Regions from separate parts of the Mus musculus genome. Here all the other regions are linked to region 2. The links are chromatin contacts, called in public Hi-C and HiChIP or PLAC-seq maps. All regions are on one chromosome and are shown on one strand. Each heading gives the region's core, a stretch centred on a gene start, on an enhancer-like site or on the middle of the called end of the contact. The rest is flanking DNA. Distances are from core to core; before and after follow the strand shown. Region 1 has its middle 6.8 kb from the start of Gm25622. Region 2 holds the start of Zfp386 (zinc finger protein 386 (Kruppel-like)). Region 3 holds the start of Crip1 (cysteine-rich protein 1 (intestinal)).

The links. Hi-C and Micro-C count contacts between places; a contact is called where the count stands out from the background. HiChIP or PLAC-seq counts read pairs in DNA pulled down with a chosen protein or histone mark.
Region 1: a contact with region 2 is called in a Hi-C map of B cells, with 9 read pairs. The contact joins the enhancer-like site here to the promoter of Zfp386 in region 2. A contact is called at or near these places in 2 of 39 promoter capture datasets (embryonic stem cells and liver), 3 of 484 Hi-C or Micro-C datasets (B cells, the C2C12 cell line and Sertoli cells) and 1 of 115 datasets of contacts at active chromatin or transcription factors (astrocytes).
Region 3: an H3K4me3 HiChIP or PLAC-seq map of bone marrow-derived macrophages shows a contact between it and region 2, with 4 times the contacts expected there. The contact joins the promoter of Crip1 here to the promoter of Zfp386 in region 2. A contact is called at or near these places in 7 of 39 promoter capture datasets (cranial neural crest, frontonasal cranial neural crest, hippocampal neurons and 4 more), 1 of 484 Hi-C or Micro-C datasets (B cells) and 4 of 115 datasets of contacts at active chromatin or transcription factors (astrocytes, bone marrow-derived dendritic cells, bone marrow-derived macrophages and 1 more).

What each region holds. Positions count from the first base shown.
Region 1 is chr12:113,219,067-113,222,865 of GRCm38.p6, reverse strand. No RefSeq gene overlaps it. Among named protein-coding and RNA genes, the nearest start is that of Gm25622, 6.8 kb to the right of the region's middle. Within about 2 kb of position 2,150, at least 32 of the 459 cell types and tissues checked have an H3K27ac peak or open chromatin away from gene starts, as enhancers often do. A contact at or near this core is called in B cells, where this site is marked.
Region 2 is chr12:116,045,729-116,049,419 of GRCm38.p6, reverse strand. Zfp386 (zinc finger protein 386 (Kruppel-like)) reads right to left here and starts at 1,696. Exons shown (of 3, transcript NM_019565.4): 1 at 1,554-1,696. The coding sequence starts at 1,562.
Region 3 is chr12:113,149,900-113,154,062 of GRCm38.p6, reverse strand. Crip1 (cysteine-rich protein 1 (intestinal)) reads right to left here and starts at 2,051. Exons shown (of 5, transcript NM_007763.3): 1 at 1,910-2,051; 2 at 688-782; 3 at 551-608; 4 at 399-445; 5 at 184-288. The coding sequence starts at 1,949. The coding sequence ends at 405.

The DNA of each region.
Region 1 (3,799 bases), core at 901-3,400, 2.8 Mb after region 2:
CCTGCCCCGTGTAGCTATGGACTAAAGGGATGTATTCCTATCTAGTTATTTTAGATGGAAGCACACACCCCACCTATTTAGGGTGGGTAGGGACATGTGCCTTATTATAAGTCTGTATTGAGAGTGCAGACTTAAACTCCTGACCCAGGAGCACACCTCCTGACCCCTGTGTAATTGTCCCAGCATCCTCTGTGCTATTGGCTTCCTGGGGTCTGTTGGGACCCCCGCCCCCACCCCTGCCAATCAAGACTGGCACACAGGGGATGTGATCAGGCCTAGCCCTGGGGCTGGTCAAGGCACAGATGGACCAGTGATGCCTCAACTCCAGGTGTGCCTGCTGGGGCTCCAGAGTGGTGTAATACAGGGCTCGTGCGCCCCCTGGTGACCATGTGTGTCACTGCACACGGAAGGCCGGATTCAGATACTTGGCTCTACCCAACCAGGTGTACTTTCAGTAACAAAACAGACCCAGAGTATGTACACACGCAAATGTCCATGTGTGTGTCCCCATGTTTACACATCTGTGTCCCAGGGAGTTCATGTATCACCCATGATAAATGTAGACACTGGTGGAAATAGTATGACAGGGGAACAGGAACTGCGACTGGAGAAGGTGCCCCCAGGAGCAGATCTCTGCTGCCACCATGTGGCCATTGGTGGTATTATCTTTGCAGCCCACAGGAAGCTCCTCTTACGCAGGCGCAGAGGGACTAAGGCACTGGTTCTCAACCTGTGTGTCAGGATCCCCGCTAAGGGGTCCGATGTCTTTTCCACACTAGTTGAAAGTCAGATGATTTGAAACAGTAAACAAATTACAGTTATGAGGTAGCAAAAAAAATAATTTTACGGTTGGGATGACAACATAAAGAGCTGTATTAAAAGGTCACAACGTAAGGAAGATTGAGAACCACTGAGCTAAAGCGACCAGGAGTACATGCCTGGGTTTTGATGATCAAGTTGAGAGTTCAGGCTTGTACTGCAGTTTGGGAGAGAAGGCTTATATTCTCCTCGTGGTTACCCCAAGACTCTGTACATATCTTGTGCACAATGTACCAGCAACAGGAAAAATAAAAAATTACATAAATAAATAAGCCCCAGTCTGGGCTCCTGGGCAGTCTACAGTCCCATATTCCACACAGATCCATGGACACGCCAGGAAACAAAGAGAATTAATAACTGAGGTAGGTGGGGAGAGGGCTAAGTGTCAACAGAATTAGGGGGTACCCAGGGCCACCAGCTCCAGCCGCCCCGCCCCCGACCTGCACTGTCCCTAATACCTGTTGGGTTCCTAGGGCCTAACGATACTTTGCAATCTGGTGTCTGGCACTGAGGAAGCACGGTTAGGCCAGTCGTGAGACTGGTCAGGGCTGTCACACTAGCTGGTTGCCTAAGCACCTGAGATACACCTGTGGCGTCTCCACAATGACCACAGCGTAGTGCTCAGGTGCCCCCTGGTGGACAGATGCACCACTGCATGCTGTGCCAAGCCAAGTTCAAAACCTGGCACCTACAGAAAACTACTACGATAGAAGCTTCTTAAAATATATACATATAGGGGGCTGGAGAGATGGCACAGTGGTTAAGAGCACTGACTGCTCTTCCAAAGATCCTGAGTTCAAATCCCAGCAACCACATGGTGGCTCACAACCATCCGTAATGAGATCTGACTCCCTCTTCTGGAGTGTCAGAAGACAGCTACAGTGTACTTACATATAATAAGTAAATAATTTTTTTAAAATATATATATATACATATGTGAAAGAAATCTAAATGGAGTCGCCAAATAACAGAAGAGACGAAGGCCCAACTAGACATCTCTGACCCTCCAGTGTGTGTGTGTGTGTGTGTGTGTGTGTGTGTGTGTGTGTGTGTGTGTGTGTGTGTGTTTAGACATTTATGTCTCTAATCCTCCTCCCCGCTGAGGCTCCAGCACTGTTCACATCACAAATGAGTCGGGCGTGGAGAGAAAACAACATTGGTAGAAATCCAGAGGTCATGTGATGGTGTTAAAGTCTCACTGTTGACCGGGATTCTCTGACTGACCAAATTGCAGTCACCAGGAGGGGCTCTGAGCTCAGAGCTCCACAGAGTCTACTATGACTACAAAGTTCCTCCCAGCCCTGTTCTAACCAGCATGGGCCTGAGGCCTGCAAGAGCAAGACTCTACTGGCCTCATGTGGCCTCTGGTAGAATTGCACTTACTGCCTACTCGAAACTCTCCTTAGAGCTCTTAGAGCAGGTTGGGGAAGGGCTGTTTTCTCAAGGCAGGTGGGGTCAGTAGCTCTTCCTCTAGTGTGGGAGACAGCGCATGCTCTGACTAGTCATACAGTTACGATGGGGAAGGGCATGTGTCCCATGTGTCTAAGGCTGCACTTGGTAGTGAAGGTAGGGGTGCAGGCTTACCCACCCAGGCTCATGTCCACCTCATGGTAATGCCCAGGCTCTGTGCATGCCATGTGTGTGCACAGTTACTGGCAGCAGGTTCCAAGGCCCAAGCCAGGCTCCTCAGCAGCCTAGACTCCACATCCCATGTGGACACACAGCCACACCCCACACTAAGAGAATTTATGACTGAAGTGAAGAGATGTTCGTGAAATTTGACAGAATTAAGGAATTCTGAGGGCCAGTGTCTCCAGCCAACCCCACCTACACTTCCCTGTGGGCTTTGAGTTTCTAAGGCATGGTGGGATACCCACTGTCTGACACTGAGGGAGTGTGGTCAGTCCCTGCCCTGGAACAGTGGAGTCAGATCACATTGGCAGGTCAACTAAGGACCACAATGCACAGTGCAGAGCTCATGTGCCCCCTGGTGGCTAGATGCACCACTGCAACCTCTGCTAAGCCAAGTTCAAAGAATTGGCCCCACCCAGCCGGGTAGACTCTCAGGCACAAGTGACAAACACGTACTCAGAGAGCATGTATATATGCCGCTGTGTGTGTAAGAGGCCAACACTGGTAGAAATAGAGATTGTGTGATGGTGTTACAGTCTCGCTATTGGCCAGGATTCTCTGGTGCCACACCACCCCCAGTTGGATCTGTGTGACAAGTTCCACAGACTGTGGCGATCGACCTCAAAAGGGGAAGACTTCCTGGAACCAACTATGGAACTCTTTGCCGGAGAAAAATTATTGAGCCATAGTTCTCATGGCAATCTATCTGTTTTGTTTTCTCTTATTCCTTTTCTTATTTACATGTTCCTGGAAGCCTAGGCCAAGATCTTAAGCGAGAATAATGGGTAAGAAACCATCCCTAGAGATGGGGCCACTAACATGACCTTATCCCCAGGGAAACCAACACTTTACTTTTTAAATCATTTATAAAACTATTATGATAAAAAACTTTCCCAACAATAAAATTTCATATGGTTACACGTGTGTCATCGGAGGTGGGTTTTGGTATATAGTAAAGAAAGCCTTAATTAGAAAGAATTAAAATGGTTTAAATTTATGCAATGAAGATTTATTTTAAAAATCAGACATTAGATGTTAAATAATAATTGACCATAAGTGGCTGGAGAGTTAGCTCAGCAGTTAAGAGCACTGACCATAAAGATTTATTAACCTGCTCTTGGAAGTATACCACTAGCCTTGGACGACTGCCCCACTGAATACATTCTTTTAGAATTGTTGTTATATTTTGATGATTTATATTAATAATGATGTTACTTGCTCTGTTTGTGATTCACTGAATACATAGTTTCAGAGTTGTAATGCTTGGATGATTTTTGTGCTTTACTGTGCCAAATGATTTTTGTGGGTATTTGTGATTGTTTCACTGGATACAGTTTCTAAGAGATGT
Region 2 (3,691 bases), core at 447-2,946:
AGGGAGGGGAACTGCAGATGGCATGTAATATGAGAGGAGAATTTAGAAAAAGAAGTACTCTGTAAACATCGGGTGTGTTTGAAAGGAAAGCTGGGCACAGAACTGTTTAAACTACAAATGCAGTGCAGCTATTTTTGAAAGCACGAAGCAGAATGACCATATAACCTAGCAGACACTAAGGGATTGAAGTCACAGTGTTGAAAAAAATGGCTACTCCACCATGTTGACTTCAATACTGTTCTTGGTCACCAAGACATGCATACAACAAACAAAAGGGCTTCTAAGGTCAGAGTCTACGAGCCTGAGGGCATCCAGCTGCTCCCTCACTGCACCTCGAAGCTCAGGCTGTTGTCTAAGGAGTGGGCACAGAGGTCAATGTGTGCTAGATAATAAGCACACAGCAGTTGTGGACACAAGGTGCCAGGCCCAAGTGCAGGAAATCACTAAAGCTGAGGGTGGGGGTCACGAAAGGGGAAAAACTCAACCGAAAAACATTGTGGGAAGGTATCTGTGGCTTAGAAGGCGAAAGGAGGAGCGTACAAAAACCAAATCAAAAGACTTAAACAAACAACCAGCCTGGGTGTTGAAAGGGTGAACTGTTAAGAAGCAAAAGACGCAAAATTTCTACAAAATGGTATTCTGAGGATATCTCACATGTATGACAGCAAATGTGATTAAATGCGCAGACCTGCAAAAGACTGGACCTAACAATACTTCCTTGTCCTCACCCCTCCCTGAGGATTTGTGGGCAGTGAACAGTTGGTAAGTGGTTGAGAGATATTTTCTAGTGTCCTGTTGCCACTAATTATATGCCCGGGCTCCTGTAATTAATCCCTCGGTAAATAACCCTAACGAAGTTCCTTGGCTTACCAAACGATAGACTTTTGTCTATCCTAGAGCAGCTAGGAAAGAAGGGAGTTATCGTGGGAGAGGGACAGGAAAGAAACAATGGAGGATATGTTCAAAATACATATGCATGTGTGAAAATGCCATAATGAAACTCATTAGGATGTATAATTAATATATACTGATACAAAAACTTAAAGAAAGCCAACGATAAAGCGCCATTCATTAAATCTTTAGAAAAACGATGTCAAAAGCCATCTGATTGAAATACATCACGGTAACCCATCAGTTGATATTGATTGGGAATGGCACACAGAGTTGCAGGGTGGGGAAAGAGTTTCGGATCTGACCTATTTCTGGTACATCCACCAGGCGCAAGGGGGAAACGGGAAAACTCTGGGAGGCGAGCGGGAGCCCCGCTGCTGTCCCGCAGGAACCTCCGCCACGGAGACTGGATTATCTGATGCTCCTTCAGGCCATCTCCCGCAGTCTGCTGGCTGCAGACACAGAGGCCGCTGCAAGGCAAAGGCCTGGTAGCAAAATCAGTGTTTGCTCTGCTCCTCCCTTCCGGGGCACCCGAGGACGCCAGGTCCGTGCAGCCGCCCAACTCCGCCCTAGGCCGAGCCGACCAGGCCCGCCCGGCGCCCCCTCGGAGCGCAGACTCCCGCCTACTCAACCCTCCGCGCAGCCTCGCGACCATTGCTCACCATCTCCATGGCTCTCCTGCATCTCCAGCACCCGTGATTTCGTAAGGGCCACCGGGGCTTCCAAAAGCTGGAAAACACGCTCACATTTTCCAACACAAAGGTCGCGTACGGGATGTGGACTCGCGATATTGTCAAGGCTCTGTGAACTTGATTGGCGGGTTCTCAGCCAATACTTTTCCAGCAAAGTGACTGCCATCACTCCCGCCCCGCCCTCCTGATCTTGATTGACATCAGATAGCACCAACCCACGGCCGAATGAGGTCCGAAAGGCAAGTTCTAGGATGAACCTGTTTTTGAGGCGGGCTTCGACGGATTTAGTTTCCAGGGCGACCTGTGGCTTTTCCTTCTTCGTTATGCCTTGCGACTCATCACTTGTACTTGTGTAATCATATGGTCCACAAGTCAGGGAACATAACGACAATTAATTTTATATTTCCTAGACCATGTTTGGACTCGGATCTCCTTCCTGGGTTTTGAGATAGGAAGCATTCCCAAGTCAGCAGTGTCCAGTACAAATGAGAGGTTCAGTTTAAACTATTCTAGTGTTCATTTTAAGAAATTTAAAGAGCGGTGTGTGCTAGAGCACGCTTCATATCCGAGTGCTGAACAGGCATTAACATGTTCAGGGGCCAGTGAGGATGTACCCTTCCCTCATAATCAGCTTGAAAGGAGACCCTTCTTTCCCTGGTAGCACTAATTTTTTTAGAAAAGGAAGCATCAAACGGATGTTACAAATGGCTTGGGATATCAGGATTGTACCTAATATGATGCTAGTAGAAAAGGGAAAAATTCTTGTGTTATGCTTGCTTAAAGATTTTATTTCATATAATACAGTTTCTAATGTGACAGTTATCAAGGGCCCTTCAAGATTAATGACACTTGCTAATATATTAGTGGAGAATTTAGTAATTGATGATCCAATTATGGACTATGGCTAGAAGGATGGTTTAGAAGATAGAAAGGGTTGATGTCTTTGGTCCTAAATTCTCTTGTAATTATAATGGAAATATTAACTGCAGTAGGATGCTGCTTGCTTGCTTGTTTTCTTCCTTCCTTTCTTTTGTCAGTGACCTTTTAAATTTTTTTTAAGATTTGTTCTTATTTTGTTTATTCTTTATTCTTCTATCATATATTTTACATCCCCATGGTAGTCCTCCCCCCAACTTCCCTTCTCCCCCATATCCAACTAGCCTCCTCCCCTCAGGGAAGAGCAGACCTCCCAGGGACCAAACACTGCATACAAGCTACAATAAGACTTCACTCACATCAAGGCTGTATGAGGCAATCCAGTAGGATGGAAAGGGTCCCACAGGTAGACAACAGTATCAGTGACAACTCCTGTTCTCACTGTTAGGAATTCCACAAGAGACCAAGCTACTCAACAATAACTGATATGCAGAAGACCTAGGTCAGATCCCTACATGCTCTCTGATCTCTGAGAGCCTCGACGAGCTCCAGTCAGTTGATTCTGTGGGCCATGTTCCTGTGGTATCCCTGATCCCTCTGGTTCCTCCGATCCTTCTTCCTCTTCCTCCACCTCCTCCCACAGCTCAGCCTAATGTTAGTCTGTGGGACTCTGCATCCATCAGCTGCTGGATGAAGTCTCCGGATGACAATTCCGCTAGGCTCAGGTCCCAGAAGACTCTGCAAATAGGACAAACTGTAGCTCTAAGGTTTTGTGATTGGGTTGGTGTTCCAATCCCTCCACTTGAGGTCTTGCCTGGTTACAGAAGATGGCGGGTTCAGGGTGTGGCCCCCATCACTAGGTCACTCTCATAGAATCCATGGCATTTCTGTTGCACTAAGTTTCCACCTTGCTCCTGAAATGCCTCTTCCACAATCCTGTTTATTTCTCCCAATATATTTTCTCCCCATTGTACTTGATTCCTCTGTTCCCAAGCCCACCTGCCCCAGTCCACACATGATATTTATTTTGTTTCCCCTGCCCAGGGAGATTCTTATGCACCCCCCCCCCACGTGTTACTTAGCCTCTCTGGTCTGTGGACTATAGCATGATTGTCTTTTATACAGCTAATGTCCTCTTATAAGTGCGTACATACAATGTTTGTCGTTCTGAGTCTGGGTTACCTCACTCAGGATGGCCTTTTCTAGTTCCATTCTGCATTATTTCTTGTATA
Region 3 (4,163 bases), core at 802-3,301, 2.9 Mb after region 2:
GAACCAGGCGACAGGAACTTTACGGATCCTGAAGTTGGATGTAGGCCTGAAACTGCACCCCTCAAAGGGTAGTGGGCACCACTGCCTGCAGCAGCAGGAAAAGCAGTGCCCTGCATCAGGCCTGGGGTTGAGGCTCTCACTGTACACCCCTCTATCACACATCAGCAGACAAAAACACAGGACTTCCAAAGATCAGGTTTATTAAAGGCACTGAGGGTTCCCGAGAGCCCTGCTGTCCGGGGGTAAGGCCTGGCATGTGCCTGGGCGGGCAGGGAGAGTTTCCACAACCTGTAAGAAAGAGAGACAAATGTGAGCGCAAAGTTTTGTTATTTACTCTATTAGGGATGACTCTGTCCTGTAAACTGGTGGACTGGGTGGGATTGGAGATGGGGCTATACCTCGGTCTACTTGAAAGTGTGGCTCTCAGCTCCACCTCGCCCAAAGCCTGCCAAAGATAAAAAGAGGATAAGATAAAAAATAAGGATACTGACATGTTGGGAAAGGAGGCCGGCACTGGGAGGCCCGTTAGGGAAGAAGTCCGGCAACATACCTTTGGGCCCAAACATGGCGGAGTAGCAGGGATGATTGCAGTAGGGCTTGCCTTCATGCTACAAGGAAAAGAACAGTAGGGTTTACCTTCACCCCAACTCCTATAGCTCCTCCCTCTGCCCCCTAACGGCCCCTTACCTCAGCATGACCCCCAGAGGTCAGTGTCTTTCCACATTTCTCACACTTCAGGCAGGGACGATGCCAGTCCTTGCCTAGTGAAGTCACTCGCTCAGCTGCAGAAGCACAGATCCACTGTGAGACACTGGAGTCCCTGCAACCCCTCTTCAGCTGCACAGACACCCACACTTCATTCTTTCAATGTGGCAGCCCACCCTGTGTCCCCAGAGACCACTGTGCTCCAGAGAGGGTTAGGGGCAACTATGGTGCTCTCAAGCCAATCCCACCTCACAAACCAGAAGGGTCACCTTTTTGGTGGGATATTTTCTTTTAGGTTGTTTTTTGTTTTTGTTTTGAGACAGGGTTTTCCTGTGTAGCCCTGGCTGTCCTGGAACTCACTCCGTAGATCAGGCTGATCTTGAACTCACAGAGATGCTCCTGTCTCTGCCTCCCCGGACTAAAGCACTGGGACTAAAGGCGTGGGCTACCTGGCCACCCACCCATCCCGGCTCATTGGTGGGACACTTTTAAGTGTCACCATAGGGATATGACCCCCGAGGGCTTGTAGAGCTGGAGAGGAGGAGGCCTTCAGACTTGAGAGTGGAGGAGAACAAGTCTGGAGGATCTAAGGTTAGGTAAACCCAGTTAAAGTCCTCTGACCTCTGCACTAAACCTGGGCACACCCTTCTCCTCAGCAGGGGCAAGGGGACCTCTTAGTCACGCACTATCTCATAGAAGCCCTAGGGCGCGCAAACAGCAAGAAAACGAGCACCCGAGATCGAACCCCCCGGACGTGGTTTTGGGCGTCTGTTTCTACTTAGCATTGGGAGGGGCCACCCTAGTCCCGCGTTCCTTCCTATCCAGCAGGGACCCCGCCCAAGGCGCACAGACAGAAGGCGGGAGAGACAGCAGGATCCAGAGGCCAGGGTCACAGAGAAGGGGAGACCCACAAGCATGGGAGTCACAGAGACCTGGAGACCCAGAGACAAGGAAGCCAGAAGACCGACCCAGAAACATAAGAGCGAGTAGGCACAGATGTCGGTTCTGTTTAACACCAAATTGTCCCACCCTCAAGCCGCGGGCAAGATCTATGGGTTCTATCCCAGGCGATGCCCTGGACTCTAGACAGCCAGGTCCACCTGAACAGCCCAATATTGTCCGCCTCTGGACCACGCTTCCGCGTACCGCCTGCAGTACGCCCGCGGGCATGTGGAGAGAGGTTGGGATACCCAAGCGTGCTCACCGAAATACACCTCCTTGTCGCACTTGGGGCACTTCGGCATGGCGGTACCTGGTCCTGCACAAGTGGCTGCAGCTAGAAGGAAGTAGGTTGCAGGCTCTGGACTGGGTGGCGCCCGCCTGGTCCGCGCTTTTCAGGGACCCCGTGGCCCTGCCCTTTAAGGCCCCGCCCCCGCCCCACCCCCTCAGTCCGGGACTTGGACCCCTGGGAACGCTGATCCAGGCCGACTGGCCAAGAATGGTCATCTGGTTCATACTCGCCTCCGGCAAGATAAACTGGCCAAGGGCCATGCAGGGGTGCGGAGTCTTCCCGGGACCCTCTAAGCCCAGCGGCTCCTGCGGACCCAGGCCCCGCCCCCTGCCTGGGGCAGGGCAAGTCTCCGGTCTTGAATAGGGGTCGTTGAGTCCTCCCCTCGAAGGACCAAGAGCTCTGTCTAGCCTAGCGTTTTTTGCACCTGCAACGGCTAGCTGGAGACCGGGTAAGCACAGGAAACTTCTAAAGTGCAGATAAAGTGGGACGTGGTGTGTTTGCTTGTCCTACTAAAACTGGTGAGGCCAATCTGGTCTCTAGGGTGAGACCCTGTTTCAAAACACACGTGCGCATGTGAACACACACACAAATAAAGCGCAGAGAGACACAAATTAGCATTCAAGGATTCTGCACATATTTTGATGCTTCTTCGGAAAGAGTTGAGGACATTCAGAGTCTCAGCCTTGTAGCCCAACTCCTTCCAGCCTTTCCCAGATCTAACCCACGCAGACGCCAGGAGGTCCACTCTGGCTAGCCGCATGTGAACACCCTGACCTTTGGCAGCTGACTGGACTGCAGCCACAACTTCACCGGGGAACTCAGAAGAGGGGACTCCCATCCAGAAAAGCCCATCCTGCCACAGGAACTACAGACTCTAAGCTTGAGGACCTAACAACCTGAGGTTGGAGACTAGAGGTCAAGACAAGGAATTCGGGTGAGGCCATGCCCAGGCTGTTTCCCTGGTGCCTCGAGGCACAATTGATGAGTAGTCCTTATCTCTGGGAGAAGTGCCCAGAGCTCAGCGGTCCAAGTCCACTGCCCAGCTAAGGAGGAGGCTGAGCCGTGGTTGGTACCAGGTAGAGAACAGACTAAGCCTACAGTAAATATGGAGGGCTGGGAGGTTTCTACTGGCCTGAGCTTCAGAGTAGTTTGTAGGCTTAGTGGGGGTTAGGGGTTGGGGCTCTCTGATCGTTGCCTAGCAAGCTGACGATGCAGTTGCTGATAGCCGGACATTAAGTTCTCACTGTTCAGCCCTGACTGACACTCCTGTCCACACCCACCCATTTATCTGTCTCCAGACCTAGCTCTGGGCAAGGATCAGTCAGGGGTATTTCCATCTCCCTGGCCACTGCTGGGGTAGGGAGTCAGAACTCTCAGATGGGATTAGTGTTGCACCATGGGTCAGGGACTACCCACAGTTGCAAACGCAGCCCCTCTGGAACACTACCTTCCTCCTAGGGACCCTAACCTGAGGGTACAGCTCTGTCCCAAACTGGAGCTCCACAAATGCCCAGCTCTACAAAGACATTCTGAAGCTCTTCACTACCAGCTGGGGGCTCCAGAGCAGGGGTGAACACAAGCCCTACAAGGATAGACTTCCATCTTCTAGCCTATCATTACCTAAGACCCACCTAGAGGCCTGGATTGGCATCCCTGAGTGGTTTCTGGACTTAAGGCTGACTTTGCTCCCCCATCCACACCCCCAGGCCATTTCTTGTAATCTTTCAGTCTTTCTGTTAAAAAAAAAAAAAGGACATATTTCTATAGCTCCTGACTTAGTCTACAAAGGAGAGGGGAGGGGGAGAAGCATCCTATGGGCAGAGGTTCCGGAAGGGGAGATCTGAGCAAAGCCCTTGGTGATATAAGGAGAGGCCAGAGAAGTCCAGGACCATCCGGAAGGGTGGTGTCCCTACCAACACAGATCCCTGGGGCCTGACCACACACAAAGCACACTACCTCACTGTCCGTGGAAGAAGCCAACTGCTGCCTGCCAGGGGTGTGCACTGGGTGGAGGCACAAGGCACCTGGCAGACTGCTTCCTCTCTTCTCTGGGGTGTGTGTGTGTGTGTGTGTGTGTGTGTGTGTGTGTGTGTGTGTGTGTGTGTGTAGCAGAGGCTGAATGCTCGGATGCACATGCATATGCTAGGACCTGCAGGCATACCTGTGGGATGCATATCCTTTGGGGTGGCTCAACCTCCTGTGAGTGGTCTCTCTCTCAAAGCAAATA